Regions from separate parts of the Mus musculus genome. Here regions 1, 2, 3, 5, 6 and 7 are each linked to region 4. The links are chromatin contacts, called in public HiChIP or PLAC-seq, Micro-C and promoter capture Hi-C maps. All regions are on one chromosome and are shown on one strand. The core of a region is the stretch at or near the end of the contact, and the rest is flanking DNA. Distances in the headings are between cores, read along the strand shown.

The links. Promoter capture Hi-C pulls out the DNA fragments that hold promoters and counts their contacts. Hi-C and Micro-C count contacts between places; a contact is called where the count stands out from the background. HiChIP or PLAC-seq counts read pairs in DNA pulled down with a chosen protein or histone mark.
Region 1: a promoter capture Hi-C map of pre-B cells shows a contact between it and region 4, with 2.9 times the contacts expected there. The contact joins the promoter of Rad54b here to the promoter of 2610301B20Rik in region 4. A contact is called at or near these places in 5 of 39 promoter capture datasets (the C10 cell line, fetal liver, hematopoietic stem and progenitor cells and 2 more), 2 of 484 Hi-C or Micro-C datasets (CD4 T cells and pre-B cells), 3 of 115 datasets of contacts at active chromatin or transcription factors (bone marrow-derived macrophages, large pre-B cells and memory CD8 T cells) and 1 of 9 other capture datasets (liver).
Region 2: a contact with region 4 is called in a promoter capture Hi-C map of cranial neural crest. The contact joins the enhancer-like site here to the promoter of 2610301B20Rik in region 4. A contact is called at or near these places in 2 of 39 promoter capture datasets (cranial neural crest and second pharyngeal arch cranial neural crest), 4 of 115 datasets of contacts at active chromatin or transcription factors (embryonic limb bud, epiblast stem cells, forebrain and 1 more) and 1 of 9 other capture datasets (embryonic stem cells).
Region 3: a contact with region 4 is called in a promoter capture Hi-C map of pre-B cells, with 5 times the contacts expected there. The contact joins the enhancer-like site here to the promoter of 2610301B20Rik in region 4. A contact is called at or near these places in 2 of 39 promoter capture datasets (neutrophils and pre-B cells), 3 of 115 datasets of contacts at active chromatin or transcription factors (embryonic stem cells, large pre-B cells and pancreatic cancer cells) and 1 of 9 other capture datasets (liver).
Region 5: a FOXA1 HiChIP or PLAC-seq map of pancreatic cancer cells shows a contact between it and region 4. The contact joins the promoter of Gem here to the promoter of 2610301B20Rik in region 4. A contact is called at or near these places in 2 of 115 datasets of contacts at active chromatin or transcription factors (pancreatic cancer cells and thymic regulatory T cells).
Region 6: a contact with region 4 is called in a Micro-C map of embryonic stem cells, with 5 times the contacts expected there. The contact joins the promoter of Esrp1 here to the promoter of 2610301B20Rik in region 4. A contact is called at or near these places in 1 of 484 Hi-C or Micro-C datasets (embryonic stem cells), 2 of 115 datasets of contacts at active chromatin or transcription factors (bone marrow-derived macrophages and pro-B cells) and 2 of 9 other capture datasets (adipose tissue and liver).
Region 7: an H3K4me3 HiChIP or PLAC-seq map of bone marrow-derived macrophages shows a contact between it and region 4, with 3 times the contacts expected there. The contact joins the promoter of Cdh17 here to the promoter of 2610301B20Rik in region 4. A contact is called at or near these places in 1 of 484 Hi-C or Micro-C datasets (pre-B cells) and 2 of 115 datasets of contacts at active chromatin or transcription factors (bone marrow-derived macrophages and pancreatic cancer cells).

Annotation. Positions count from the first base shown.
Region 1 is chr4:11,557,575-11,560,888 of GRCm38.p6, reverse strand. It overlaps Rad54b (RAD54 homolog B (S. cerevisiae)), which reads right to left and starts at 1,969. Exons shown (of 15, transcript NM_001039556.3): 1 at 1,876-1,969. It overlaps LOC115489931 (predicted GPI-anchored protein 58), which reads left to right and starts at 1,070. Exons shown (of 3, transcript XM_030253962.1): 1 at 1,070-1,085; 2 at 1,597-2,046. The coding sequence starts at 1,070. It overlaps Gm35693 (a long non-coding RNA gene), which reads left to right and starts at 2,063. Exons shown (of 3, transcript XR_390401.4): 1 at 2,063-2,214; 2 at 2,858-2,975; 3 at 3,236-3,314.
Region 2 is chr4:10,202,183-10,205,859 of GRCm38.p6, reverse strand. No RefSeq gene overlaps it. Among named protein-coding and RNA genes, the nearest start is that of Gm35008, 56 kb to the right of the region's middle. Within about 2 kb of position 1,814, at least 3 of the 459 cell types and tissues checked have an H3K27ac peak or open chromatin away from gene starts, as enhancers often do.
Region 3 is chr4:11,454,015-11,457,402 of GRCm38.p6, reverse strand. No RefSeq gene overlaps it. Among named protein-coding and RNA genes, the nearest start is that of Virma, 30 kb to the left of the region's middle. Within about 2 kb of position 2,107, at least 163 of the 459 cell types and tissues checked have an H3K27ac peak or open chromatin away from gene starts, as enhancers often do. A contact at or near this core is called in pancreatic cancer cells and pre-B cells, where this site is marked.
Region 4 is chr4:10,872,349-10,876,007 of GRCm38.p6, reverse strand. It overlaps 2610301B20Rik (RIKEN cDNA 2610301B20 gene), which reads right to left and starts at 1,510. Exons shown (of 6, transcript NM_026005.3): 1 at 1,236-1,510. The coding sequence starts at 1,393. n-TSaga9 (a tRNA gene) reads right to left here and starts at 1,944; the gene lies at 1,863-1,944.
Region 5 is chr4:11,702,691-11,706,241 of GRCm38.p6, reverse strand. It overlaps Gem (GTP binding protein (gene overexpressed in skeletal muscle)), which reads right to left and starts at 1,795. Exons shown (of 5, transcript NM_010276.4): 1 at 1,676-1,795; 2 at 1-337. The coding sequence starts at 328.
Region 6 is chr4:11,385,102-11,388,415 of GRCm38.p6, reverse strand. It overlaps Esrp1 (epithelial splicing regulatory protein 1), which reads left to right and starts at 1,633. Exons shown (of 16, transcript NM_194055.3): 1 at 1,633-2,111; 2 at 2,641-2,769. The coding sequence starts at 1,980. It overlaps Gm35631 (a long non-coding RNA gene), which reads right to left and starts at 1,284. Exons shown (of 2, transcript XR_390400.3): 1 at 1,232-1,284; 2 at 1-551. RefSeq lists an enhancer at 1,364-1,393.
Region 7 is chr4:11,756,137-11,759,638 of GRCm38.p6, reverse strand. Cdh17 (cadherin 17) reads right to left here and starts at 1,482. Exons shown (of 18, transcript NM_019753.4): 1 at 1,358-1,482.

The DNA of each region.
Region 1 (3,314 bases), core at 720-3,219, 680 kb before region 4:
AGAGAACCAACTCCCACCAGTTGTCCTCTAATTTTATACATGCATCATGGCACAGGCATACCCACACACACATAGACAAACACACACACACACAACGTGTAAGTAAAATTTTAAGAAATATAAATGAATTTCATGATAAGACCAGCAAAATATGTGCTATAACATTAACACTGATTATCTCCGCATGTTAGATTAAAATGTGATTTTTATTCTGAGTTCTTTTCAAACTTCAAATTTCCCACAAAGACAATGTTATCTTTATAACAAACTACACTGGTTAAATATATCATATTTTGTTAAATCTAAAATGCCATAAATTTTCAAATATGGCATTATTTTATATCCACCATTGCATTGAAAGCTATTCTCAATTTCATTAATGTTAAAATGAAATACATTAACTATCTGATGCAAATTTTAACTCATTTAAAAGATTTGGGTGGACGTCATGCTCTGTGGTTTCTTCAAATACAAACCATCACTACAAGCACAACCTTAAAGCAAATTATGAAACTGGTGCTTTGTTGATCTAATTTGTTGATGCATTTAAAAGTAAACTACAGGGGCTGGAGAGATGGCTCAGCGGGTAAGAGCACTGACTACTCTTCCAGAGGTCCTGAGTTCAATTCCCAGCAACCACATGGTGGCTCACAACCATCTGTCATGGGATCTGATGCCCTCTTCTGGTGTGTCTGAAGACAGCTACAGTGTACATAAAATAAATCTTTTTTTTAAAAAGGTGAACTACAGAAATTAGTTTATTTCCCAAAACATATTAGCATCTTTACTAGTTTGTTTTGTTTTCTAGGACAAGGGCTCTCTATAGATCCTAGACTGGCTCTGAACTTGAGATCTTCCATCTCCGACCGGCTCTAGCTGGTTTGTAAACTAGTTTTGCTGAGACCTTTTTTACAGGCCCTAGATGTAAAGCCACTTGGCAGCTCTATTGAAATGCTGCGATTTCTGAGGCTTGTAACACGCTACGGCTGAGATTAGGTCTCCCAAGGAAAACGGCCAGCCCAGGCTGATATCTGGAGCACATCATGTTTGCCTTAATAACTGTGCACCAATGACCTTCCCAGCAGGTGATTCTGCAGTTAGCTTAAATCCGTGTCTCCTCTTGTGTCTTATTCACTCTTAATCACACTCAAGCATACGACTATGCAACGGTGAGATTAATTTAAGAATTCAGAACAAAGCTTGACACACAGTACTCAAATACTTTCTGTAATATTATTACTTATAATTACTGTTGCCTGTTTAATCCACAAAATCCTATGAAATCAGAAACAACAAAGGTCCCAGGAGAGGAAAGACAAGAGGGATTATAGAATCATAGCCAGAATCTCTGCCTTCCTCTGGACTACATGGGGAAGAGGGTGTGGCAACTTCTAGGATGCAAGAAAATAAATAAAACTCCAACAGCTAGCAACAGGCCTTGCTATTTCTGCTTTTTGGCTTCCAGCCACGTTGGGTAATAAGATTTCCATTTCATACTGTAAATTCCCCTTAGACTTTGGGACTCCAATCTACCTACCTACAAAATCCTCCATAATTAATGTAAATGGTGTGTTTTTGTTTGTTTGTTGAAACCAGGAGCGGAGAGAGGGCGAGAGAGAACTAGTGGGTGGGTAATTCGCCTAGGGGAGGTGCTAGATGGTTCCACAAGCTCTTGGCTGACACCTGATGTTCTCTGGCCCCAGGCGGCCTCGGGGGCCGTGGCCTCCGAGATCGCTCGGCCCGCAGGACCCGCCCCCCTGCCCCCTGCCCAGCCAGCGAGGGCGCTCCCGCCGCCTCGCCCAGCTCCCCGGGACCCGCGCCATCCTGCACCAGGCCCCGCACGCGCCTCCCCGGGCCTCCGCTGCAGAGACCTACCCCGCAGGCTGACCGAAATCGCGAGCGCCCCGCAGCAGGTACCAACGCCTGCCGCCGACCAGCTCGAGCTTCCCGCCTTCCTACAGCCAACCACGGGCCGGGCGCCGAGCATGCGCACCACGGCGTGCAGTGCTGGTCCCGCCCCCGACTCTGATTGGACAACCGTTGCAGGTACCTTTGCACTTCCTTTTACGTGGGTCTAGGTTTGGTTCCGGTTGACTGCTAGATCTAAAACGAACCGATTTGGTTTCAGTCTTCAGGTCCTAGCTGAGGCGATAAGCCTCACAACTTAAATCAATAAATTAGGATTCGGATCATAGAAGTGTGTGCACCACTGAGGTACACGAAATCCTGTTACTCAAGTGACACTGAGCTACAGTAGTTGCAGCCCCTGTTTTACAAGCCCTTTTAAGGTCTAGGAGTATAAAAACAGATGCGTGATTATTGGACTCTCGTGAAAAGGAGAAGAGCTCCTTTAAACTTAAAAAAAAAAAGACACTATCTTAAAGTATTGTAGACAAGGTCTTGATAGACAAAGTCTTGCTGATCCTTCTGCTCTAAGAATTCTGGAGATAGATCCTTTGAAAAGAGAGAGTGGTTAAAGGTCATTCACTAGATTTTATACACGTTTGACAATTAAAATGCATCCTGTTCTGGTGTCTCTGGACACTGCACACATGAAGTACACCAACTTAAGTGCCTGCAAAACACCCATAGACATAAAACTTAAGTAGACCCTTCCTCCGAAAACAAGGTTTTTTAGAAACCTTTGACCAGTCTAACTTCAGAAGCCACCAGTGTTGTATATGACCGTTGTAAGATATTTAGTGATTTTTTTCTCTTAAGATGCACACACTCACACACACTCACTCACACAATTAGCGATGCAGTTTCTATTAAAGCCTTGCTTAAATCTACATTAACATCTCTTAACTCAAATTTGGCTTCCCACTGACTTCTGAAATTATTTTCTTTGGCAAAGTTAAGAAGCACAGCCTCATCTGAGCAGAGGTCTCTGGTGAGACCCCTCCGGCCGCTGCAGGTGGAAAGCTGTTGTTTGCTGCTACTATGGTGCCTCTCTTTCCACGGGGTGAAGTCAGGTATGCTGGCACACACTTATAATCCCAACACTCAGGAGGTTAAGGCAGAAGGATCACCATAAGAGAGCAGCCTGGGCTACATAGCAAGACTGTCTCAAAAAGCAAACAGGCAGACACATAAATAAGTAAATAGTCTTGTTAAAATGACATAGACACAAAAATTCTACGCATTAATGGGCACCATGAGACGCTTTTACTTGTGTATGTATTGTAATCAAGGTAAACACACCTACCGCTTTAAATTCTTATTTTTTTTTTAGGGTGAAAACTTTGGAAACCCTTCCTTCTGGCTTTTTGAGATATACTGTACAACTCTCTCTGCAGTCACCCTGCTATGCA
Region 2 (3,677 bases), core at 565-3,064, 670 kb after region 4:
TAGTCAAGACTCTTCGGGGGAAAATAATAAGCCATGTGCCTCCAGTTTGGGCTTGAAAGCCATCTAATAGTAAAAGCCAACTAAATTCATTCCTGTTTATGAGGAAATGTGTTTCTGAAGGATCGGGCTATATCCCACCTGTAACCTTAATTACAAATGGTAGTTAATGTGACCCCCACATGCCTGCCAAATCACTCATTTGGAAACCACCTTCTCCTGAGCTCTAAAAACGCTCACTTTCCTCATGCCCAATGATGGTCTCTTGAACCCTGCTTTAAGGGGAGATAGATAGCCTGTGTACATGAATTTTTAAAAGATGGTTTTAATTAATTCAGCCATGTTTTGATAGTCTTTCTCCACAGATCTATGGGACTAATGAAAACTATTTTACTTCCATGGTAACAGCTGTAGTGTTAAACCTAGTCATTTCCAAGGTCCCTTTCATCTTCACTCATTGAATTTGTCTACTTAGACACATGTCTGTGCTTCTAAAGAAAGTGTTAGGATATCATTTAGGATATATTCTTGGGCCATAAAGAGGAACTGCCAATAGATATCAAGAAGAGAAAGTCACTTAGTAGGCACATGGGATTTTCCTGCTAAATATTACTAAATGTGTCTCATTCTCAAATTGTCAAATGAATAAAAAGGGAAAGGGTTAAAATAATACTCAACTCACCAATTATTTATTCATTGCTGGGTATTACCCACAAGCTGTCTCAAGCACTTGAGGACAAGATATCAAATCAATGCACACATTTGCTAAGCTCTTAAAACGAGCTGTCATTGAATCTTTTACACCTTCATTGAGGTAGACTTGCTTTAACTCATGTCAACTCCAATTCCATTGTTACCAAAGCAGTCAAATTTAATTCACTGTTCTTACACATCCCCACAAACAACCATCTTAGTCCAGAGTCTGCTTGGATATAATGCTAAGAAATTCATTTTGCCCAAGCATCATTTGACCTAAAGAGGTTGCATGCTTTTTTGCTGTAGAGGCCTCCCAGAGGAAGCTGAGTGCAGTTCTGTCCTGGAAAGGAAAGTTCCTGGTCCAGACTTTGTGTTGTGAACAGTGATTGTTCAAAATGAGCCAGAGGACCATGGAGACTGCAAGTGCTCGTCCACTGCATGACTAGTGCCCTTCAGAATGGAAAGAAACATTTAAAGAGGGGGAAAAAGAAAGCTGGGGTTTGAGAAATTCCAAAGACAAGGCGAATCAGCAGGGGAGAGAGTGAGCAGGGGACAGAAAATGATTAAAATATCAAAAAGGAAATCAGTACATTTGAAACCTCAGACCTGGAAACAATTAGAGGTCAGCTGGCAACTGTCAAGAATCAATATAAAAAAGATGTAATTTTTAATAACTCAGAAATAAAGCACACTGTTAACATGCTAGGAGCTGGGGGAGGGGTGAATAGCAGCCAGGGGGAAATGTGGTCTGTTAGCAATTACTGTGGATGCCAGGGCCAGCCTAAAAGAATCACTTGCACCTTCTCAGTGCAGGACCCCATGGTGTGTTTCTGCCTCAACACAGCCCCACTCACCTCCAGCCTGGTATCCCAAATCCTGACATGGATTTCTACACAACTTCAGTTGTAAGCTGCTTAAAGTAGGTGCTGGGAACTAAACGCCAGTCCTCTGCGAGAGCAGTAAGTGCTCTTAGCTACTGAGCTGTCTCCAGCCAGCACAGGAATACAGCATAAAACTAGGAAATGTCATTTGAAAGGAAGAAAGAATAAAAACGACTTCTGCATCTATGCAGAGACAGACGCCTCTCGAAAGGAGAGCAAAGCTGTCTCAAAGACTCTTGAAGACATAGATGGGGTATCTGTGAAGAAGTTCAGGCCAATATTGTTAGAGATTTCTCTTCAAACTGTTAAATTTTGAGTGATTTTAAACAGGCATTGAAAAAATAGGCAAAGAGGAGAGAGTGTAGGGAGAGACAACTGGACTGGAGGGGGGAATATGGAGGTGATGTGGAGCCCTAGTGTAGTATAAATTTCCTGGAATCTATGAGGATGGCCCTAGTGATGACTCCTAGTAATGGAAGATACAGAGTCTGGTACAGGCATTATTTTGTGGTGAGGCATGACTTCCAGTGGTGACTCTGGGTTACATTCAGTTGAACTGTTGGCCAAAACAGTCCCATAGGGATCCCCAAATAACCCAGGCTGATGCTAGGACAGAAGGTCTCTCTCTCTGAAAACTGACAGCAGGGTCCATTGCCGAGAGCAACTTTTATTCAGCCCATTGAACACAGAGCAGTTGATCTGGTACTGGCTTGGAGCCTTCACCCCTATGTTCTAGATTTTTTGCTATACTCTGTAGGCTATAGAAATAGAAACCTGAGCACCAAGTCAGCCACAGAACCCTTCACCTACAATCTGCTCTGCCCGCAAGATGTGCTAGGGCAATGGTGGTGCAGGACTTGTGGAAGTGGTCAACAAACGTTTGTTTTTTCTTGAGCCCCATACCATGAGAGAGAGCACATGCCCTACACTGCCTGGTTGGCCAGGAAACAGAGACTGGATACTCAGAGACCTAGGGTAGAGTCACAACACACACACACACACACACACACACACACAGTGACAGACACAGAAACAGACGTGATTCCTAATGATATTCAGCTTCACTCATAAATCAGTGCCATGCCTACTTGTGATCAGAGAGGTTTCCTTCAGCAGCAGATGGTATCAAGTGCAGAGACCCACAGCCAGACATTATTTGGAAAGAGTTTAAATTGGAGGACTTCACTGGGTCACTTCCCTTGGATACTGGGGAACCCCATGGAAGGTGGGGAGGAAAGATTATAGGAGTCAGCAGGAATAGAGGACACCAGGATAACATGTGCCACCAAATCAATTAAGCAGGCCACATGGGCTCAGAGATGAACGTGACTAACATGGGGCCTGCATGGGTTTACACCAAGTCCTCTGTGTATATGCTAAGACTATTAGCATGCTGTTTTAATAGGACTCCTAATAGTGGGAAGCGGTAGATCTCTGATCCTTTTGCCTACGCTTGAAACTTCTTTCTTCCCCTTGGTTTGGCTTTCACCTTGTCTTATTATATCTTGTTTTGTCCTTGCTTAGCTTTTGAAGAGGAAACCATGGGGGAGGGAGGTGGATCTGCAGGCAGGAGAGGTGTGGGGAGCTAGGAAGAGCTGAGAGAAGAGAAACTGTGATTGGGATATATTGTATGAAAGAATGATCCACATTCAATATATATATACTCACACATATATGGGATCATGATGTTGAATAAATGTGCAACTGCTAGGGTATATAACATTGACCAGATTACTTTGTGCAGATTCTCTATGGGATTTGTATGGGCTCCTGACTCTTAGAGTGTGGGGATGGGTTGTAGAATTTACTATTGTCCTAGTGTGAAGCTATGGTATTAGGAGATCAATACTTCTTGATCATTTTGTTAAATGCAGGTACTTGTTAGTTTATTTTGTTTCCTCATTTAACACAGTAAATACCAATAAAATATGCAAGCACGCTACAATTCACAAATGGTTACAGAGAGACAACTGATACCTCTTTAAAATATCATGTCTTCTAATCAATGGATTGTGGGGCAAGAACAGCTGTAGCATTGCTTAGCTCTGAGGCTGTCTGCTGTCCAGAAAATATGCCTTTGACTGTGGTGTGGTGAGTTTGAGC
Region 3 (3,388 bases), core at 858-3,357, 580 kb before region 4:
ATAGGTGGGATTTTGGTTATTGGGCTGGGAGTCAAAGGTAAGGACCAGAAGGGAAAGAGAATGAGAGGGGAGAAGGAAAAAGAAGACAGGAGAGAGCTGGAGAGATGGATGGCTCAGCAGTCACTGACTGTTCTTCCAGAGGTCCTGAGTTCAGTTCCCAGCAACCACATGGTGGCTCACAACCATCTGTCATGGGATCTGATGCCCTCTTCTGGTGGGTCTGAACATACACACACACACACACACACACACACACACACACATACATATTGGTTTTTTTCAAGACAGGGTTTCTCCATATAGCCCTGGCTGTCCTGGAACTCACTTTGTAGACCAGGCTGGCCTTGAACTCAGAAATCCGCTTGCCTCTGCCTCCCAAGTGCTGGGATTAAGGCGTGCACCACCACGCCCAGCTATAAATAAATCTTTAAAAAAAAAAAAAAAGACAGGAGGAGGTTTCTATTTGATGGGCCAGGAGAAGTGCATCCTGAGGACAGACTGGTGGAGCAGCCGAGGCGAGACTCAAATAGCAAGTTATTTAGGAAGAGCCAGTCTAGGATAGAAAAATGGTATAGGGGTAATTGCCCAGTAAAGCATGCTAAATAAATCCTTAGGGTTCTGCCTCAATTAATTGGGGGGACTGGACAAGTCATAATAAAAAATAAGTGGCTAGAGAGATGGCTCAGCAGTTGGGAGCACTGAGTCTTCCAGAGGTCTTGAGTTCAATTCCCAGCAACCACATGGTGGCTCATAACCATCTATAATGAGATCTGGTGCCCTCTTCTGATCAGCAGCCATACATGGAGGCAGAATGTTGTATACATAATAAATCAGAGAGAGAGAGAGAGAGGGAGAGAGAGGGAGAGAGAGAGTTTCCAGGGCAGCCTGGACTGTTACACAGAGAAAACCTGTCTCAAAAGAAAAAAAAAAGAAAAAAAAAAGAAAAGAAAAAAGAAAGAAAAAGGGAAAAGAAGCTATGGAGCAGGGTGGTAGTTCAAAAGGTAAGGCAGCCTTCTATTTATTTGTAAAAAAATATTTATTTTTTATTTCTTTTATTTTTAGGAGTATAATTATAATATTTTGCCTTCCTCTTTCCTCCCTCCAAACCTTCCCACATGTCCCTCCTTGCTCTCTTTCAAATTCATGGCCTCTTTTTTTTAATTAATTGTTGCTATATGCATATATGTATGGGTACATACATATATATTGCATATATGTATGTGTAGATACATACACATTCCTAAATGTAACTTGCTCTGCATAATGTTACTTGTATTTTACCTGTATGCCTACATGTGTGTATGTGCAGGTTCCATGTGTGGACCTAGTAATCTCAGATCCCCCAGAGCTAGTGTTGTAGACAATTGTGAGCCGTCATGCTCGTGCTGGGAATGGAACAGTAAGTTCTTTCAATCACTGAGCCATCTCCCTAGCTGCAGGAAAGGCCATTTTCTTAGCACTCACTTTCCTGTGCATGATCTATCTGTTGGGAGTTGCTCCAGAAGAAATAGCTTCCAGCCTTCCTCTTGGCTATCCTGTTCATTGAATACTAATTCCAGATTTCGAAGCCCCCATCCTGCGTGGCCTGCAACCTGTTCTCAGACTCCCAGGCTCCAGAAGGGTGAGAAATAATTTTTTATGGCTTATAACCTATCGAATTTATGGTACTTTGATACAAAAGCTCAAACAGGCTATTATGAAAATCAATAAATTCAATTAAAAATTAAAAGCCACAAGGAAGAAAGCAAACAGAGTCCCGAGGGAGAATCGGCGGTGTGGTGAAGGAACTACATAACACAGTTACACTTAATAAGCGACTCGTGGGATCAGAAGCCAGTCTTGCATAGATAGACTGAGGAGAGGGGTTGGCAGAGGAGCCACATGCAGGAAAGCTCAGAGGACCTGCACGGACCAAGCATGAGCGTGTATCACCACTGCCCGCACAGGGTCACAGAAAGAATGTTGCGGCACATGTCATCTCCCTGAGGGCTGGTCACAGGCTCTAGGAAGAAAGAAAGCACACTCACTTCCCCACAGGACTTGCCACACGAGACTGTATTCATTCACCTATGGCCGCTTCCTCCTTGCCTCAGATTGGCCAGTGCCCAAGCTACGCCCCTTCACCAGTTACAGCCAACAACAATGAAGCCCTTGCTCGGATTCCTGCCTCCTCATCATCTCACTGCTGCGATTTGGCACTTGAGTTTAGTCAGGGCTTTCTGACTAACTGCTTTTCTATAGGATGAGAAATCAGGTTCCAGAGTTAGGTGACCAGTATCTAACATTCCGGACCGCTAGTATGAGCGTTGATACTGTCGACAGGATCTAGGAATCAAACGCTGGGCATGTCTTTGGGGGAACGTGGGGTTTCTAGATTCAGTCCAATGAGCTGGAAAGATTTACTCTACATGAGGGAAGTATCAGTCCACGGCTGGTGTCCTGGGGTGAGTGGGGGTGGGGAGAAAGAAAGAAAGTTGAACATTAGCTCTCCTCTGGGTGTCCTAGCATCAAACACCATGTGTCCACGTCCCCGCCTGGGTGCCTTCCCACCCATGGTAGACTGTGAGCCTACATTAAACCCTTCCTTCCTTAAGTTGCTTTGTTACCTAGTGAGAACATTAATATTATTTATATTTATATTATTTTAAAACTATTATACTACCTAGGTATTATTGGGCACACGACTGTAATTTTCAACAATGGGAGTCTGAGGCAGGAGGATTGTGAGTTTGATGCCAGCCTAGGCTATTTAGGGAGCCTCTGTCTCAAACAAGCAAACTCCTGCACTCATGAAGTTTACAACTTAAAAATCACAAGACTAAACAGATATTCCTTAACAAAATACAAATAAGCACAGTGTTTTACTTGTTCCTCAAGAAATTGAAAATACGGATGTCAGCGATCATTTTCTATTTCCCAGTTCACTGGCTGATGTTGGCACGTTCCTGTGGGTCTCACTGTCTCAATGTTTCATGCACTCAAACCTTGTCTTCTACTTGCGTCCTTATGGGATTCAAACCAAAATGCTAACGTTGTCCTAAAGTTTAGGACAGAATGCTTGATCAGAAAGAAAAAGAAAAAGAAAAAGAAAAAGAAAAAGAAAAAGAAAAAGAAAAAGAAAAAGAAAAAGAAAAAGAAAAAGAAAAAGAAGGAGAAAAGGAGAAAAAGAGAAAGGGAAAGGGAAAGGGGAAGGGGAAGGGGAAGGGAAAGGGGAAGGGAAAGGGAAAGGGGAAGGGAAAGGGGAAGGGAAAGGGAAAGAAATCTCTAAACTGAAGCTCTCTGACAGATAAAGACCTTCCTCAAAGGAGAACGACAGAAGGATGGTAAGGATTTAGAGCCACGAAAGCAGCCTGGGAATCACCGCAGTGTACTGACTGGATCTGGCCAG
Region 4 (3,659 bases), core at 261-2,760:
ACCTCATTGGGCGATAGGGGTAACCCATATCGGGGACTTAGCACAGAGAGAAGTAAACATTAGCAATTATTATCACAGCTATCATCTAGAGATGGTAAGTTAAGCCATGCAACCAGCAGGTGGTCTGTTCATAAACTCACAAATGATTTCCTTTGGCTTAGTGTAAAACTTCAGTGATGGCATTCCATACCAGAAAGGAACTGTATTTAAAACTTGGCTTAGGGTATTTGCTGTTGTTTTTTGCACAACTTCTAATCATTGTCCCTGATAAAAAGTTTAACACAAGTGATAACAGTTGTGATTCACTTTAGGCATTATAAATGTGCTAAGGTGGGGGCAGGGAGAGGAGGGTGTGGGTGGAGTCTGGTAGTCAGACACAGGCAGGAAAGATCACATGGCTGGGGAGAAGCCACAGAAATGGCCATCCTTTCAGTGTGGAGACAGTCTAAGCTTCTTTATGTTGGTTCCAAGATGAAAAGGCCTGACAAATTCTCTCCAACCACAAAGGAACAAAACCAAGCCAAACACAAAGCAAACACTGCAAAGTAATACCTTATACATTAATGGAAGAAACACCAGCCTTTCCCCCAATGGTCTAGGCAAGCGGCAGGTCCTAGCAGGAGTTATTACTGAGCCTAAGATCTCACTTTAAAGGATAATGCAACGACGCCTGCTTTTTATTGTTGTTGTTCAAATCCCCAAAGATTTAAGTGTCTTTAAACTTCGACCTGGATATAATAGGACATTTGCTGGGTCCCTTAACTTTGGAGACACGGGGAATGGCAGGCAACTGGGCAATTTATTTAATTCAGATATTTGCAATGGATACTCTTAATAATTAAATATACTCTCATCTAACTCCTCGAGCTTAAACAAATCAGACAATAAAATGGTCTTCTAACAGCTGGCCTACCGGTTCCCTAAGGGTTGCCTGGTAACGGCGTGAGAGGCACGACATTTGCAGTCAGGGCCCCTCGCCGATGAGAACGCTGTGGGTCTGGTCAGCGTGGCCCTGTCGTGTCTCAGGGGAGGGACACCCCGATCCACGTCAGGTTAGGGCTGTCAGGTAGGGTCTCAGCTCCCTCAGGCTCGCCCAGGGGCGGGGTCTGAGCCGTGACCCGAGGGCCGTCGAGGGCTAGGACAGTAGCCCAGGCCGCGGGGGCGCGCGGCGGCGGAGGCCGGCTTAGGCGCCCCGAGCAGGGCTGTAGCAGAACCGTCCACCCGCCTGCGTTAACCTGAGAGTTTCTTTCTCCTGGGCTCCGTTCCGGTCGCCGCTGTGCGAGCCGCCGCCGCCGTCGCCTTTGGGCCGCTCACCCAGGTCCAGCCTCAAGGGGTCGAGTCTGCAGAACTTGGTCTCGACTTCATCCAGAAGTTCGTCCAGGTCCTTCGCCATCTTGAACAGACGCGTCTTTCTCTCCCGAGCCTCGCTGGCCGGTGGTTTCCACGGCAACGCGAGAAACCGACGCGCCCGGGAGCGGGTTCCCCACAACCTTCCGCGCCTGCGCAAACCTCCGGGCGACTCGGGGGGCGCGCGCGCTGCCGCGGCGCTGACGGGCGCGCACTCGCGGTGGCAGGGGGTCCCGAGGCCCGGGGACCCGCTGAGGCCGGCCGCCGCGGATGTTGTCGGTGGGTCCTGCGTGCCCGGAGCGCTTCCCTTGCCGTCCACGCAGCCTGTGGGCCCGCTTTGCCCTTCACCTCTCCCGCTCCGCTCCGGCGCCTGATCACAAACAGTCTCTCTTTCCACCCCAACAGCCTCTCTTTCCACCCCGTGGCGACCCCTGGTCGCTTTGGCAGGCTGTATGTTTCATCGGGGAATCTGCAGATCCAAAATTATTCATTCGGTGGCAAAAAACATTCCCTTCCGTAGTCGGCAGGATTCGAACCTGCGCGGGGAGACCCCAATGGATTTCTAGTCCATCGCCTTAACCACTCGGCCACGACTACTGGTGATGCTAATTTTGGCAGGAAGATTCTATGTAGACTCTGCATTGGAAACTTATGCCGCACTCAAGCTGGCTTGGATCGGAGTGAAAAAGCTTAAGCACATTCGAACATTGTGCTTTGAAGAATTCTGCCCCTCTTTTCTGTGACATAAAAGTGTTGGAGCTGAGTCTTCAAAGCTAGAGTGGGGGGTGGGGGGGGGGGTGCGGTCGAGAGGAGAAAGGGAGGGAGAGAAGCGAGAGAGGGGCCCCGGCTACTTTCTTATTGATAGAGGCATTTGCAGTAGAGAGACTGGAATTGCAGGACCTCTGGCCAGCCTCCCAGCTTCCCCGCACACTTCTAGTTTTCCTTTGACAAGCAGCTCCTAGACCGTTTTTCTCTCATTACCAATAAAATAGTGATTCCTATCAATTTATGAATCGCAAGACTGTCTCACCAGGATATGAAGCACTACTTTGAAAAAGAATATAAACCACGGTGCAAAACCCAAAACAAAATAAAGCAAAACAAACAAAACAAGCCCCCACAGTATTTTCAATTCTTATGGTTTGAGCAGGCAGTCATATCTATATAGCCTGGGCTAGCCTTAGAACTTGAGGTCTCTCCTACCTCAGCCTCCCTGGAGTCGGTTTGTAACACAGACCTAGATCACAGCACCGCTTCATGAACATAGCGAGCACATTGCATTTCTAAAGTTGTATTAGCCAAGAAGTCGGCACTCTGAGTTCGGCAGACATCTGAGCCAGGTGATTTGTTAGTTTCATTTACTTAATTCGTTCAAAATAGTTTTAAATTTCCCGAGGAGCAACATGTAACGGTGCGCAATATAAAAATGGTAGGTAACAGCTCACCAGAAGCCTTTGGAAGGATGATGGTTTTTTTTTTTTTTTTTTTTTTTTTTTTTTTTTTTTTTTGGCGGCCTATTGTTGAGTGCAACCATTACTTAAAATGTAATGTTATAGTAAAACAAAGGTAATGTCTGGCAAACTCTAGCTGTTTCTCTGCGTGGCCTTGCTGCTGTCGAGCCTGTTTACATCATAAAATTTGTAAGAACTGTGAGTTTGTTTTTTTTTTTTTTTTCTTCTGAGGTTAGACCTAGCAGTCTTTTTTCACAAGGCTTTCAGAATCAACCTGTGGTCATTGCTTCCCGTTTCATGCTCCCAGGGGCCTGGGAGCTGGTTGGAGCTGTCGCCAGTTTTTCATATACTCCATGCCCATGGCATTTCTATTCCATGCTTGTTGGTTGTCCTGACCGCACTTTCTTGATTGCTCTACTCTCCCTTTTTTCTCTTTTCTTACTCAGTCACATGAAGGAAACGTCTAATCTGCCATTTTACCTTGGGAATCTTTTTTTTTTTTTTAATTGAAGACAAGCCTTTCTAAAGATACATTTGTATTAGTTTTAATGCGCGTGTATGTATATGCATGTGTATGGCTGTGTGTGAGTATGTACATGTATGTTCAGGTGACTGGAGCTGGAGCTATAGGCGGTGGTGAGCTGCATGGTGTGCGGCGGCTTTGCAGGAACAGCCTCTACTTTGGATGTCTTCTCATCAATTTTATAATACTTAAAAAAAGAGAACAAGATGTTTTGTCCTAAGATTGTACCTGGAACCGACTCCAGTACAAACACAGGAAGAAGCCACTTGAAAGGTTGCCCTTGGGGCTGCTGAGATGGCTCAGCTGCAGGGAACTCTTGATGCTCGTCACAAGACCTA
Region 5 (3,551 bases), core at 546-3,045, 830 kb before region 4:
CTCCCAAGACCTCACAGTCGCTGTCCATGCTGTCATGCACACCTGCAAAGATGTTGGCCAGGGTGGACTTGCCCACTCCTTGCTCCCCTATAAGCACTACTCGGTAGTAGGTGTTTCCAGACTCAGAAGAGATGACCGAGTCTGTGGAGTCGGACGACCAGCTCCGCCGGCAGTGCTCTTCCGGAGCAGTAGAGTGGCGGTTTCGGAGGTTGCAGGGGTGGGGATCCTTCTGGACCATCAGATGCCTGGCATCAGCAGGGATACTCCAGCGCTGCTGTGGCTGCATGCCCACAGTGCCTTGGCGCATGGTGACATTATTCAGAGTCATTGCGGGATCCTAGGAATCAGAGCAGTAAAGATGGCAATATGATTAAGAATGAGCCAGGCCCAGGGGCGCTCAACACAGTTGTCTTTGGTGCTTCATTTGATGGGTATGAATTCTTAATGTAAGAATCAACCACTAAACTGTCCCTAAGCCTAGAAAGCAAAATTTTCAACAACAACAACAACACACACACACACACTCAGTAACTAGCTTCTCAATCAGGCTGTCGTTTGTAGTAGCAGTAACACCATCCATCCATTGCCCATAAGCTCCCTCTGTCCTTAAAGGAGCTTTGGAAATCCCACCGGGAGTTGGCACAGAGGCAGCTGGAAGGAACCCATTGCCTCCAGAAATGACATTACCATCAGCAACAAGTTAGAGCTGCTGGGCACCAGCTGGCCAGGTTAACTGTTCTTGTCTAAACATGGCTCTTAATTGCCCCCGCATCCTGCAGTCTTGAGCCTCAGTGGGAAACACGCGGCAATGACATCACTCCCCTGGCTGGACTGGACAGGCACTTTGGGGGAACTTCCATGTTTAGTAAGGTTGCCCTGATGTCCTCCAGCTGCCTGACTGAAGAGGCCGTTATTTGGGGAGTGGGACAGTTTCTGTTTGAGTGCTATGCCTCAGCTCTACCCTCTTATCTACAGAAACTGTTTAGCGTAGCAGCCCTGAGGCTGGTTCTTCTGAGAGGGGAAGGACCTGCTCACATTCAGACACATCACACTTGTACAAAAAGGGCTTCATTCTTAAGGAACGTCGTCCACTCCATGATTTTTTTACTGTATATAATTATTTATTTTAAAAATTGCACCTTTCTGACGTAAATTAGAAGATCAGAGACTCAGTGAAAAGCCACTCAACAACTTCCTACAACTTTTTCCTTGCAAGACTGCCTTGCCTGACAGGCAGTCTGTTCTGCCAAGACTGCCCGAGATAACCGCTCTATGGTTTTTAACTCAGCAAGCTCCCCGCGTGAGCGCAAGGATCACGCTCAGCTCACACACCCTACTCCATACATCACACCTATGCCACGATCCAGAACCAGCCGGTTTCTTTTTAAGTCTTAAAAACAGTCCCTGGGTTGACAGACTTGCGACAGCAGACCTTGAAGTCTGCCGCCTGGCCACCTAATCTGTAAGGTGACACTCCTCCGAAATTGAATTTAGAAACCCCCATCAGAAGCGCATCCTTTGCGCCTGAACTTCTTTCTCCCACGGCAGAACCCCCGGTACAGACCTAGGGAGTCTAGGGACTGGCTGCCTTCCTAACTTAAAAAGTTCGGAGACCAGGAACGCCCCTTCCCACAGAGGCTCCCACTGGGACTGCCCCTCAGCCATGGCCCCTTACTTGGCTGCACTGGGCGCTGGGTGGGCGTCTGCCGTCGATCCGCCTGCTGCAACGCCTGACGTCTGCGATGCGGGCTCCGCAGTCCGAGGCTGTGTGATGTCCGCTGGCAGTGCCGCCTCCTGAAGCCTCCGCTGCCCGCCGCCGTTTATAGCGCGCCCGGCAGCCCCGCGACGGGGCTTTTCCGTGACGTCAGCGCTCCCGCCGGGAGGGGGCGGCTCTGCAGCAAACTGAGTTGCAGCCACTTGGCTAAATCAGTTACTCGTAGTCATGTGACTCCCCTATCCCCTTGAGGGGAGTGAGGGAGAAAAAAAATGACAGTTCAATCGTTGATTTTGTTTTATTTTCTTTTTATCAGGTGGACACTGGAAAAATACACTTAGTGCTACTTAATCGCCCTTCCCAGCAGAGCACTTGTAAGCTGTCTGAATAAAGGATGAGGAAAGAAACAGGCCCAAGCCGCGAGTCCAGCTTTGCCAAGAAAACAGATCCGTCTGAGTGAGCGGGACTCCGGCCTCCAGGATGAGGCTACAGCCACCCTGAGTGGACAGACCACCTTCAGAGCATGCTCTGAGAAGCAACCAGGCCCTTCCTGCTTCCTGACTTCTTATCTCTGACTTGGGACATACTGCTTTGTTTCCTTCTTCTGGAAGAGATCCAAAAGAGAAGAGTCGGAGGAAAGAGTAGGGGATCTTGAAAAGGGGCAGGTTGGCTCCAAGCAGCTTGTGCTAAACACTGCCATCCCCCTGTTTTGGCCACAATGCTGAATCTCCTCCATCAGAAATTTAATCACACCCCAATCAGCGCATCTCAGAACCGAGCTGCTCAGCATGGCTGGAACTTTGGCCTAGAGCCAGGACTTCCCAGCCATGGGGAGATACAAGGAGGCTCAATCCCCTGAGAGAGCCCTACTGCTTCTATCATTTGCTAAGATTTGCAAAGACCTGTGGTTCTGGTGGGCCTGGAGAACCTTGCCCTTACTACAGTTGTGGATTGAGAACAAGAGGCCCTGCAATGAAACCTGCCTTAAGTACATTTTAAACTGCACTGCTAAGTGACCTCTTCCCCAGGACATGGGTATTTCCCGGGGACGTGGGCATTTCCCACATGCTGTGTTTAGAGTCCATGCTAGCCTTTCCAACACATCCATCTGCTTCTCCAGCCAGCTTCTGCTGTGGGTTGGCTGGCGGCCCCTCGGGAAGCAGCCAGCACCAGTGTCTATTGGAGTGGCTGGGCTGCTCTGTGGTTACAACGGTGTCACGAAGGCATCTATGCGATTTGGGAATTATCCAAGTGACCAGCTGCACCTCAGGTCTGTCAGGGACCAAGCTGGCAAAGGTAGAATCCACCAAATAAGAAAGATGGAGAGTGCCTTAGTCTCAAAGGCAGAGCCCCAAATTTATTTATGCACAAGGAAGATAAGAGCCAGAGCCAGAATAGACTATAGTTTGGCCACTCAGGAAGACTTTAGGTGGCCAAACTAAAGTCTATTCTGGGTACCATAAAGCTCTGGATACGGCTCTTCACCAGCCACGTTTTTCCTCAATGTTAACACGGTGGGAAGGGACACGGATGTAGAAAGAAAATGAGGAAAAAGGACTGGGGGGGGGGGGGAGAAGAAAGATGGAAACAATGAGGGAGATGATGGAGAAGGAAGGAGGGGCAGGGAGACAACTACCCAACTGTGAATACGTCTCTGAGGAGAGGCATTTCCACGCAGATATCCACATTTCCTCCCAGGTCTATTGCTCTGGCGACTGTTCTCAACAGAAACACTGTGGTGTCTGTAAGCAAATCACACCATCTCTTAATCCTACTTCTTCACACTGATAAGAATCTCACATTGGGGGATGGGGTAATGGCACATAATTTAAAATAA
Region 6 (3,314 bases), core at 384-2,883, 510 kb before region 4:
CCAGGTGTTGCCTCTTCGGTAGAGCCGAGCAACCGAGATGGTCACGTCTAGAGAGCCCTGGGGCGACGCGGCTCCGCAGAACCGGCTCCTCCAAGCGGCCTCGCCCACTGCAATGCAATCTGGGTGGTTTTTCCAGATTCCCCGCCCAGTCCCAGCCCCCTCGACTCCAGGGGACAAGGAGGCAGGCTCGGAGACACCGGGGCTAGGGCGGGGCCAGGAGAGGCACCCGGGGACTCGGGAGCTGAGCGCGAGCCAGGCCTCCGCCTGCGATCCCGGACGCGGCTGCCACCTGCACCGCCGGCCCCCGTCTCCGGCCGCACCTCATCCTACCGGGAAACGCGCGCCGCGGGCCTCCGACTCCTCTCCCCACTCCCGGGAGTCAGCTCCCGCTGGGAAAGCGTAGTCTCTAGGTTGTCCTGACAAGGGTCCCCCAGGAGAGTACCAATAGGTTCCTGCGGTTGCAAGGGTGTGGCCGCTTCTTTTCACTGCAAGGATATGCAAGGCCACACACCGGGCGCCAAACGAGTAATATTTCAGACGGAATTCGGCTCCTAAGAATAGACCGGTTTAAAACAGAAAACTCGAGGGAACTCCACCGATGGCACTTTTCTAAAGTGTCAACATAACCTTATATAGCTCTTGGTGGCTTGTGGCAGGGCTGGGGTGGTTGGTGGTGGAGGCGCAGGAGTCTATGGGCATAAGTTGGCCAAGTCACACGCTCCAAGAACAAAAGGCAGGATATTTAACGAAAAGTGCGTTTGGCCTGACTGAAAAATCTCTATGAGGGCTGCGGGGCAGATGTACTTCTTAGCCAAGGCAAGTCACAGTTAACTGTGTCTGCGTCCTAGAGGGTGTTCCGGTCTCGAATTAGCAGCCAGCACGACGAAGATGTAACAATTATAGCAATAGAGAAGGGGCTACAGGTCCTTCCTCCCGAGGTTCCCCAGCTGCTTCGAGGGCTGTGATTGCATCCCAGGACCTGCCTAGCCAGCCAAGCGTCGGGTTCTGCGGCTCGGGGGTGGGGGCGGAGGCTCGCCCCGAGGTGGAGAGAGCGAATGCCAGCCTCCCGCGCCGTGAGGGGCAGGGCCAGCAGGACACCCTCCTCCGGCTGTTTGCACAGAAAGGTGTGCTGGGCTCAGGAGCGGCGTTTGCCGGGTTCCGCAATTACCCGCACCAGCTTCCCGGGCAGCCGTAGACCCGTCCCTCCCACGCGCCGCGCCCTGGGCCTCACCTCTGGCCTTCTTTTACCTTTAGGCACCTTGGTCATTCGCGCGACCCCTCAGCTTCTCCTCCCCCCCCCCCCCCCACACACCCTCGGCCAAGCCAACCCTCCAAATCCCTCAACGCTGCGTCCTCGAGCAGGGACCCTTCTCGTCGTCGTGCCCCCCGCCCCTTGGTCTGGCCTTGGCTACCCTCCTGGTGACAAGTAGCTCTTCCCCGCCTCTCTCTTTCCCTCCCCTTCCCCCAGCCCTTGCTTCCCCATTCATCCAGCCTTTGTCTCCCGCCCTCTCTTCTCCCTCCCCCAGCTCCCCTCCCACCGCTGCCACGTCGTGGTTTGAAGGAGCCAATGGCCGGGCGCCGCCAGGTGTCTCTTACCTGCACCACGTGGGGGAGGGGGGAAAAGGGGCGGGCAGGTAGAGCCACATCCCAAAACAGAAAAGCTTTCAGCCATTGCGCGCGCCTCCCGGGGGTGCAGCCCGGCTCCTGGGTTTTTTCTTAGACGCACCAGCAATTGGATACAAAAAGGGCAGGCCTGCTCTTCCCTCCTTCCACCCCCCTTCCTGCCCAGGGTGTGGAGCGCCGGCCAGGTGTGGGCTTGGGTGGCAGGTTACCGCCTTTTGCCCTGGCGGCCTCGAGGAGGGGGGTGGGCGCTTTCTTTTTCTCTTGGAAGAGGGTTTTAGCACAGGTTTTCTCGTTCTCACTTCCAACCCCACCTCGCCGCCTCCCGGCCCCCCTCCTCCCCCTCCCCACCTATCGTCATGACGGCGTCTCCGGATTACTTGGTGGTGCTTTTTGGGATCACTGCTGGGGCCACCGGAGCCAAGCTGGGTTCGGATGAGAAGGAGCTGATCCTGCTGTTATGGAAAGTCGTGGATTTGGCCAACAAGAAGGTACTTTACTATGTTCTGGTCCAAACGAGGAGTCGGGGCAACAACTTTATTGAAGAAAGTTGGAGAAAGGGTAGTCGGTTTCTTTTCCCTTTCCTTTTTTTTTTTTTTTTCTTTTCTTCACTTTTCTTTAAGTGGTTGCACGCTTATGAAGCGGGGCCCCGAGGCCTAGAGAATCCATAGCAGAATCAAACCTGTTGGCCAACCACCTTGGAGCCGTTTAAATCTTCTGAAACTTGGCTCAGGTAGAAAAAGGCCTCTCGCTGCCGAGCCGCGTTCTCTGAGAGTCGCAGAACGCCTATGCCAGGCTGGTGGTCCCCGGGGCGCTAGGGTCCCCTCCTTGGCCTGGGCGACTTGATCCGGGTAGGGTGGGGGTGGGGCGACCAGATCCCTGGGTTTCTAGGGAGCTTTGATTCTGCTGTTAGGTGCCTGTAGAGCTCGAGCCGTCCAGGAAAAGCCAGGGAGGAGGAAGGATTTCCAAATTGAAAAGGGGGGAAACCGACCCCTTGTTTTCTACCCCTTATTCCCCGAGGTGGGACAGCTGCACGAAGTACTAGTTAGACCGGATCAGTTGGAACTGACAGAGGATTGTAAAGAAGAAACTAAAATAGACGCCGAAAACCTGTCTTCCGCGCCGCAGCTGGACCAAGCCCTCCGACAGGTGACAGTTTTGGCCAGGCCACGCCGCCCACCCCCATCCAGGTGGCCCCCATACTCGACCCGACCCAACCCTGCGGCTCCACGCCCTCGTGGGGCGGCCTCTGCTTGTTTCTGGGGTGGGGTGGCGAGGTTCCCAGCCTTGTGTGTGGGAGTCCGGCCGGGGGGCGGGGGAGGGCTGCGGTGCTTGACTTCCCGGCCCCCAGGGTCTCGAGATTGAGATGGGCTCGAGCTCCTGTTGCCTCCTGAGTAGTTCTTTGGGCAGGAGAATCCGCCGCGCGAGGTTTACCTCACGGGCCGCCAGCGAAGTTGCAGTGCCAGCTCCGAGCTCACCCAGTCTCTCCTGGTATCTGGGTCTGTAGCTCGCCTGGGGTTGGAGGCGCAGTGCTGTAGAGGGGTAGACCCTCAGTCATACCGCGCTAATGCTAGCTATGGCTGTAATTTGGTTTGCACCTGAGTGCCCGCCTGATTTTAGCCAATTTCCAAAAGCTTAGCTTCCTCATTACTTCTTTACTGCCTTGATTGGGATCCCATGGAGTGGTTGCATGT
Region 7 (3,502 bases), core at 233-2,732, 880 kb before region 4:
GCGCACACACACGCACACAATAGAGAATGATCTTTCTAGAAGGCTGTGGTGGTACACACATATAATCCTAACATGCAGGAGAATCATAAGCACAAGGCGGGTGTTTTTGTTTTTGTTTTTGTTTTCTTACAGAGCAAACAGTAACACCTCAGCTTGACCTGACTCAGTATCTGGACTTTCTCCTGAAAAAGAAAGCCAACCTTCACTGAGGGGCTACCATTACAGCAAGCACTTTACCTATGCATTTGTTCCTCATGGTCACCCACTTGGGCAGATTATCTGTTATCTAAATGAAAAAGATTAAGGTTCAGAGAACATAAGTGCACAGCCTCATGTGCTCTAGCCAATCAATGATGAAATGGGCCCAACCCAACTGACCAACCCCAAAGACTCATAAAATGCATGTCCCCCAGTTAACTGTAGACTCTCCAGAAAAGGAGTCCTTTTATTTCTTTAGAACACCTCAATGTTGACTGTTTTTCTTGTTATCCCAGTGTGCACTTTCTTCTTTTAAACAATGCCTTACTTGCTACTTACATTTTTATAGAAAAGTATGAAAGAAAGTATTGCCCAAACAGTTTGCTTGGTACACCCTACTACAGGGAGCATCTGTGTCATTTCTATAAAGTCACCTGTAATCAAAACACACTGGCAATGGCCAAAACTATGAAGATTCCCAGTGCGCATATGATATCTTGAGAATCCCTCATTAGCAGACAGTTCATCTGCTATGAAGGGAACCAGAAGCACCCCACCCCACCCCCACAGCAACTTCCCTTTCCCACCTGCAAGGTGGGACTGGTCTCCCTTTCGCTCTTCTTCTAGTGCTTTCTTTAAAAGTCTCCTTTCTCCTCTGTGCCAACCCTTCCACGTTCCAGACAGTGTTAAGAATCCAACACTGGATTTGTCTCCTCCAAAAAGTAGACTGAATGATCTCTAAAGACATGTGAGAGACACCACAACTTATGAGACTAGGATTCTAACTCCAATTCCTACAACATAGTTCTGGAAATGTTCTCAGACCAGTTTTAGATGCTGATCCCTAATGACAGGTGCTCACACTCATTTACACCTCAGAGAACCCAATGTTCCCTTAGTTCCACTCCAAGTTCAGTTCGACCAAAAGCCACTTTCATCCAGTGAGTGTCTGAAATACAGACTCATGAGAAATAACTATTAGAGAAAGGAACTGTGTCCTCCCCAAAAGCTAAGGACACCAGGGACAAGCACCTTTTGTAGCTGTACACACTTGGCCTCAAGGGATACATTTATCAGCCCTTCTTAAGCCATCCACCCATCATCTAAGTTATCATTCTTACAAACTTCTGGAAGAATACTGAGGACAATTCACCCTTACCTTTCAGTAAGTAAGAAATGCTGCTTAGAAGTTTTTGTCGTCCATTCAGCCGTGGAGACACTTGCTGTGGCTGAAGAACCCTAAGAGACACTTCCTCAACCTGTTCTGCTCCTCTAGCCTCTCCCTTCACCCACCCCCCCAGTCAAACATTAACCACAACATTTTTATTGATATCTGAGAGTCACTGGGTATCATAAAAGGTATCATTACATTCAGTCCAGGAAAGAAGTTACTTTATACCCATTCATACCAAACATGCTTTCAAACTGGTTGCTGAGTTGTTGGTGGTGGTGGTGTTGTTTTAAATATATGAATAAGTTAGGAGTTAAGAAGTTTAAATGAGGAAGTTGAGTGTGTATCCAACTATCTCTGGAGTGTGAGCTCTGTGGCATCAAAGAGGGTTGCTAACATTTTACACAATCACTTATTGTAGTGTCTGCAAAGGAGACTGTCAACAAGTATGCGTATAGGTTCTGTACAAGTCCAAACTACAAGGCACCAAGTTTGCTGACAGTGTCACCCACTGACAGACACTGACAAGTGATTTTGTAGATGGCCCAGATGCCATGCTGAAAGACACAGTGGCTGTTCCAACTTCTGAAAGACACGGTAACCCAACAAACACAGTTCTGTTCTGTTTTGTTTTGTTTTGTTTTGTTTTGTTTTGTTTTGTTTTGTTTTGAAGCTACTGCCACAGACATCTTAAGCCAAGGCGTCTTTCTGACTGATGGCTAAGTCCCACTCTTCAGTGCCTCCAGGAAACCATCTTGAAAATGTGAAGTGATACCAGGCAGAGGTCACATAGGTCAAAGTTTACCCTGTTTCTGGGGACCTTCTGAAGTGTGTCTGGATGTCTCCTGAACTGCTGTTTCCCTTCCCTTCCATTGCTGGCTTCAGAGCACTCTTAATGGGAGCTCCCTCCCTCTAAGATCTCCTGAACAGCTTTCCTGGGTGCTCTAACAGTGGAACTGCCCTCCCTCCTCAGTCTCACGGCTAAGCTCACTGTGTTTAGAGAAGTAAGATTAACTCGGCCAAGAACTTCTCAAATTTTGACCATCTCTGCTTTCCCATCTGCTAGACAAAATGACCTTGGGACACAAAATCAAATAGCTTCATCCTGCCTGATGATTCACTTCCTGGAATCAATCAATTGCATCTCTCCTCACAGAACTTCTCTGGAAGGAGTTGGCTTCTTGCCTAGTAGTCTTTTAATAATGTGTGTAAAATATAATTTTTAAGTCTACAAAGTTTTTGTGTGTGTTGGGGGGTGTTTTTGCTTTTGTTTTGCTTTAGGAAAAGCAGATTCATAGACGGGTAAATTTATAGATTGCTGTTGTTTTCAGTAATAATACCATGCCACCAGGGCCATGGCACATGGGCATATAAGTTAAAGGTATCTCTTCAGCTAGTCTTCTCAAGTCTATGAATAGATTCCAGCTTAGACACAGGAAACAGAGTAAGGAGAGATTTTCTATCTGGTGGAGTCACTCAGCCTGTGACAATACAGTCTATCCTACCAGGCCTATCTGATTTACAACAAAGACAGCATTCAGACCTGGATTATGTTCTTCCTGTTCCTGTGACTAATAAGAGTAAAAATCCCCCCATGGGTCCATTCTTATCAGGAGATGACCACGATCCTGCTTGTGTCCCTAGTTCTGCTACTTTTGTTCTTGACTTCGAACTCATAATTGGTTAAACCCTGAGAAGTCCCAAGCCAGCCAACCATGTTGCATGCGATTGAGTTTCTGAATTGTTGTTTCCTGTCTTCTCTGGAGTAAGAGGGTCACATGGTTCTGAGAGAAGCATTACTAGCATCAAACCAGTATCCTCCCAGACTCACTCCAAAGACAGACGATTCCTGTTAACATGGGTCAGGGTAGATACCGCTGAGTTTTAGAAATTAATTTGCATGCAGTGACAACAGGAGTTTAACACCTTCTTGGTAATAACAGGATAATAACAGGAATAAGGATAATATAGGTAATAAAACTAGTGATTTCCCCTTTGAAAGCAGAGGACATAGGATTTTTATGACAAGAACAATTGAATAAGGGGCAGTCAGTGCTGAGCTGTACCTGTAAGCTGTACCTGTTAGCATGAGAATGAGAGGTTTGGTCTCTGGTGCCCACGTAAAAAAAAACA